2 separate regions of the Anas platyrhynchos genome follow, and region 1 is linked to region 2. A link is a contact called in public Hi-C data. All regions are on one chromosome and are shown on one strand. The core of a region is the stretch at or near the end of the contact, and the rest is flanking DNA. Distances in the headings are between cores, read along the strand shown. Region 1 holds the start of PRKCE (protein kinase C epsilon). Region 2 overlaps PRKCE (protein kinase C epsilon).

Evidence for each region. A called contact is a pair of places that touch in the nucleus more often than the background predicts.
Region 1: a contact with region 2 is called in a Hi-C map of liver, with 4 times the contacts expected there. The contact joins the promoter of PRKCE here to the enhancer-like site in region 2. A contact is called at or near these places in 3 of 8 Hi-C or Micro-C datasets (liver, skeletal muscle and subcutaneous adipose tissue).

What each region holds. Positions count from the first base shown.
Region 1 is chr3:39,717,899-39,720,625 of IASCAAS_PekinDuck_T2T, forward strand. It overlaps PRKCE (protein kinase C epsilon), which reads right to left and starts at 1,292. Exons shown (of 15, transcript XM_005009801.6): 1 at 57-1,292. The coding sequence starts at 404.
Region 2 is chr3:39,563,011-39,565,732 of IASCAAS_PekinDuck_T2T, forward strand. The region is part of intron 2 of PRKCE (protein kinase C epsilon); the gene reads right to left. Among named protein-coding and RNA genes, the nearest start is that of EPAS1, 150 kb to the left of the region's middle. Within about 2 kb of position 1,376, at least 1 of the 8 cell types and tissues checked has an H3K27ac peak or open chromatin away from gene starts, as enhancers often do.

The DNA.
Region 1 (2,727 bases), core at 42-2,541, 150 kb after region 2:
AGCGGTGCCACTGCACATCATGTGCACACGTCCGTACCTGCGGCGCGAACACTCACCCAGTCCTCAAAGTGGCGGCTCCCGTTCTGCAGCAAGTCCTCAAACTGGATAGTGCAGTTAGCTACAAAATCGTCGTACCCGATGGGGGCATCGTGGAAAACAGCCATCTCTATCTTCCTGCCGTTGCAAACGTCGGTGACAAATTCGTCGTTCCAAGCGGGACTGTTGGTCTTCTGCTTGGTGGAGGTCTGCCCGATCCTGGAGTCGTCCACATTGAGGGCTATGTAAGGGTCCAGCAGAAAGGTCTGTGGCCTGGGACCCACCGCATGCCTCAGCGACCACGCCGTGGGTTTCAGATTCACCGCCTCGCAGATCTTGATTTTCAGCAAGCCATTGAAAACCACCATGGCTGGACGGCTGCACTTTTCCTGGGATCAAGCACTCGCACAACGCGCTCGCACAGAGAGGGAGGGAAGGAGGGAGGGAGGGAAGGAGGGAAGGAGGGAGGGAGAGAAGGAGGGAGGCAGGGAAGGAGGTCTCGCCAATAAATAGGGGGGCAGGTCTGAGGGGGGGAGCGGGACGCAGCGCGGCTCCGACCCTCGCCGTGCCGCTACCTCTGGTTATTTAGCCTTTGCTCTTGCGACACCCAGTGAATGCATTTATTTTCTCGCCCGTGTTTCTAACGGAAAACAAGGGAGGGGGGCCGCAGGGGAGGGGGAGGCGCCGGCGGCTGCACAAACCCCCCGAAAAGCCGGGCAGGGCAGAGCCGGGGGGCGAGCGAAAGCCTCCTCCCTCCTCCTAGACCATAATCCCGGCTCGGGCCGTGCGAGGGAGGCAGCGCCGCGACCCGAGGCTCCCGCACACGCCAGCCCTGCCCCGGGGCAGCCCCGCAGCGCTCCGCACACACACACAGACACACACACACACACACTCACACGCACAGAGACACCCGCACGAGTCACCGGCCGCCCCCCCAGCCCTGCCTACGGCTCAGCCTCCGCTCAGCAGCAGCAGCAGCAGCAGCAGCAGCAGCAGCCATCCACCCGGGGACCTTCCATCCGCGCCGCAGCCCGCAGCAGCAGCAGCGGCGGCGGCAGCAGCAGCCCCCGCGCCTCCTCCTCCTCCTCGTCCTCCGCCAAGGCCGGGGACCCAGCGCGGCCACCCCCGCGCATGGGGCGCGGAGAGGAGCGGAGCGGGGCTCGGCGGGCTCCGGCTGGGCGGCCGCCGCCCTGGCGATGGGCAGAGCCGCCGCCTCCTTCCCTCCCTCCCTCCCTCCGTCCTTCCCTCCCCGCCTCCCGCCGCCGCTCCGCCGCTCGCTCCCGTGCAGGAAATGCGCAAAAGACGTCAGTGTGCGAGCGGAGTGTGTGTGTGTGTGTGTGTGTGTGTATGTGTGTGCGTGTGTGTGTGTGTGTGTAAGTGAGTGTGTGTGTGAGTGTGAGTGTGCCAGCGGCTGGGCGCCCAAAGTTTGGCTGGCTGGCGTCGGGTGGGGGGGGGGGGAGCAGCGCAGCCCGCGGGGGGCCCCCGGCTGCGCCCGCCTTTCCTCAGCCCTCGTCTCTCGTCTTCCTCCGGGCTGGCCTCCGCGCACTTTTTTTTTTTTATTTATTATCATTTATTATCGTTTACAGCTTTGTTACGGTCGCCGCTGTCGTTGTATTTCCTTCCCTCGTCCCCCTCACGGGATAAAAGTGGCGTAGGAAGAAAAAAAAACAAAACAACACACACACACAAACCATCCCCAACCGCCTTCCTCCCCAGCCCCTCAGGTTTTATTCAAGCACCCGACCGCCCCTCTCCTCCTCCTCCTCCTCCTCCTCCTTCCTCCCCGCCTCGCTGCTCCCCGCGGGTTTTCCGCCCGCCCCCGGCCGGGCCCTGCCTCCCCTCTCCCTCACAGCGCCGCCCTCCGGCGGCCTCCCCGCCGCGCCCCGGCCCCGACCCCCGCTGCTCCGGCCCCTCACGGCCCCGCTTCCTCAGCGGGGCCCGGCGGCAGGCAGCGGCTCCCCCGCCGGGGAAGCGGCCTCGCACCGCCCGGGACAAGGCCGGGAGGCGCCGTCAGAAGGTGGCGGCCCGGCCCGGCCCGGCCCGGCCCGGCCCGGCGGGGCTGCGGGTCACCTGCCTTCCCCCCGCCCCGGCGCTTCCCCCGCAGGAATCGTCGCTGCTGGGTGTGGGAGATGCTGAAAGGAGCCCGGGGGGGGTCTTGTAAAAGGGTGTATGTGCCTCGTTATCGAGCTTATCGCGTAAGATTTCAGTCATGTTCATCGCCATGGTGCTGACAACTGCAGGGAATAACCAGGAAACTACAGCTCTCCCCTCCCCTGCACAAACGTGCATAGACGTGGGCTCCACTTGGTTTCCTCTAGTGAAAAAAATATCGCTGCCTTGTTTATTTTTAGTTACTGATCTTGCCAGCTTTTTTTGTGAGAAAGTCATCAGGATGGACGTAGCCCTCGCACGGTCTTTGAATTCACTTTCATATCAGAATGAAAATCCAGGGCCAGCTCTGCTATGCAAGGGGTGCATCGGCAGTTCAGGCGAGGTGAGAAGCAGCAGCCTGCTGCCAGGATGCGCTCAGGTGAGGACACAAAGGGTTAGCACCGAGTCCTGGCTCTGGACCTGGCATTCCTGAGCGGAAAGCAAAGGTGAAGTAATTACGGATTTCTGCAAGTAATGGCTCAGGAGGCAGGCGTTATATTTGGAGCTGAAGAAATAGCTCCTGTATCTGTGCTTCCACAG
Region 2 (2,722 bases), core at 126-2,625:
CACAGCAGTATGGGAGAACTGTCCCAATCTGCTTGTGATGATGCTCCTAAAAGCATTAGTTCAGCATTCCCAAAAGCTGCAGCTGTGGTCTTCGTGCTGCAGATAATTTCTCAAACTCAGTGACAAAATTAAGAGAATCTGTCCTGCAAACTTCAGATCATTTTAACAAAGGACTGACTGTCATAGAAAATAACTTCACTCCAACTTATTTCCTCACTGCATTCTGAATCTTAGGGATAGATCCAAACCTTGGCACAAATTCGGAAAAAAATTATGCAGAACAGCAGTTCCCAGAAATCCTTTTTTTATTTCAGCAGAGTCAAACAGCTCAAGACAAAAGGAGAGCTGGGGTTGCCTCGCAGTGTGAACAATAAACGCCTGCTTAAAAAAAGCTCAAAAAATTCTGCAGGTTGGAGAAAGATTTATACCCATAGAGTAGACTGCACTGTTAACTGCCATTCAGGACCTCAAGCTTCCTCATGCAAATGTCAGAAACAACTTCTGTATCCTGTACTAGGGAATTAGCACAGCTTGGTCGTTTGGGCCAGCTCCTTCTGTTTTCCATCTTCTATCCCCTTTTAAATTTCCCACTGCCCCTGCCGCATCACATTCCACACGTCTATCCCAAGACACCGGCCAAAAAGAGATGAGAGACTGCCAGCACTGAAAGCTTAGATAAAACCACTGTGCTCCATCAGCTTGTTCTGCACAAGGGGCTTCTGCCTCGGCTAGCATTTGTGTCCGAATTCCCCTCTTCTGAGCCACTGTTCTTTCTGTCCCTTCCTTCACTCTCAGCTTTGCTTCTCTTTTTTCACACCACTTCTGGTACAAGGAAAAGTGTCCCAAGTGTGGCCCACATTCTGAGGACCTAAATACTATTTAAATCCATCGGCTACGGGGCTCCTATTGCTGGGGCACCTCCAAAAGTAGGAAGGCAGCTGGTAGGGAACACAAGGTAAAGTCACTTGGATAAGTTAGGCTGCTCGACTTTACTGTTCTTCCCCTTCTCTTGTTCAAAACAATGTTGTATCTCCAGTATATTCCAGGCAACATTTACGATGCAAAACCAAACTGCTCTGTTTACTGTACTCTGAGTGCTATTAGACTGTAAATTGTTAGGGGAAACCAATAATGGAAAAGTTTATTACAACATTCTGCATAAACCTCACCAAACATCTCATCTAACATTATCATTGTTTACTTGCCACATTTGCTATCACAGACTGCTACTGAAGGACAGTAATTTTCTTTGTTTTAAAATGAAGAAACATTTCATTTAGCAATTTTCACCCTTTTTGACATATTACATAGCCTATGCCAGGGCATCAATGCTGAGTACAAAGTAAGACTCCAGAGGGAGCAGAAGGGCTGGAACCAGGCTGCTCCATCAGCCTCACTCACAAGCACAGTGGCAGAATCATCAGGAACCAAAAATTGTCACCTCTGAGATGCAGAAGGGACACTGCACATCCAGAGCAGGTCTTGTGCCTGTGCTCCCTTGCTCCCTTAACCTAACAGCGACTTAACAGTGACTATTATTTTGATAGGATTTTTTATTTATTTATTTATTTAATTTTTTTTTTTTTAGGGACAAGGGCATCTCCTGAGTAATCAAAATGCTAGCCATTACAGCACCTGTCTTTTATGGCTCAAGGGAAAGGGAACCTATAAGAGAGAAAGCCACAGACACACTAACAAGGATGGGTGACCCCAACTGTTTTTGTGCCTAAGTGCTCTGGCATTTATTTATTTTTTTTTTATGTCCAGACTGAGAACAGAAATACTGGAAAAGTCACAAATTTTCCAGCATGAATTTGCCTAGCTTCCAGCAATAGTAACAGCACTTGCGGCTGTTCCTTGTCTTGTCTGTGATTTGGACAAGGCACTTGTATTTGTAAATGCTCATATAATACCTTGAAACAGCTTTCAACTCACTGTCAATACACTACATACAGCTTATGACCTCGCTTTGTATCATGACAAAGAATGGAGGTCAACCGCATTCAGCAAACGCACATACAAAGCAGCCTACATTATACGTTTTAATTATTCATCCACAGGCCGCTGATCTAATGCAATGGTTGTGTGAAGTAACACAGTCTAAATGTCTGCACAGACTCCTCTTTTTTTTTTTTTCCTAACCAGTGAAAGACATGAATCGGAATTCATTTAAAAAAAAAAATCTTCTCAGTGACATATTATTGGATCTTTTACATCTTGTCTCTCTGCAAGCCTGATTGATGTGCACAGAGCTCTGTGCTACCATTACCAGACCATCTCGGTTCATTGAAAGCTCATTCAGAAATCTTTCAGAGACATTAGGCGGGTTGGGACTACTACAGTGAGATGAATTATTTCTTCCATGAACCAAATATCCATTACAAGATTGCTCCTCCTCTCTTTCCCATAGCTCATGCCCACAGAAAACCAACCTCCTCTGCCAGTGTTTCTCAATCTGGTCTGTGGCCCACTTCAGTTAAGAGCCATATTGTGCTCATACTCAGAGGTCTGGCTGTCAAAACTCTTTATAATCTGTACCAGTATTCCTTAAATACCAGTGTTTCAAGAGAGTTTATTGGCGCAGTTTTCATGAAGACTCCCAGAAGAGCTACTAAACCAGCCTTCCTCGCTCCCCCGGCAAGGAAACCAGGCTCCAGACTCAGTGGTGGGGCCACACCTGCAGCACCTGGCAGGGCTCTCTGCACTGCTGTGCACAGGAATT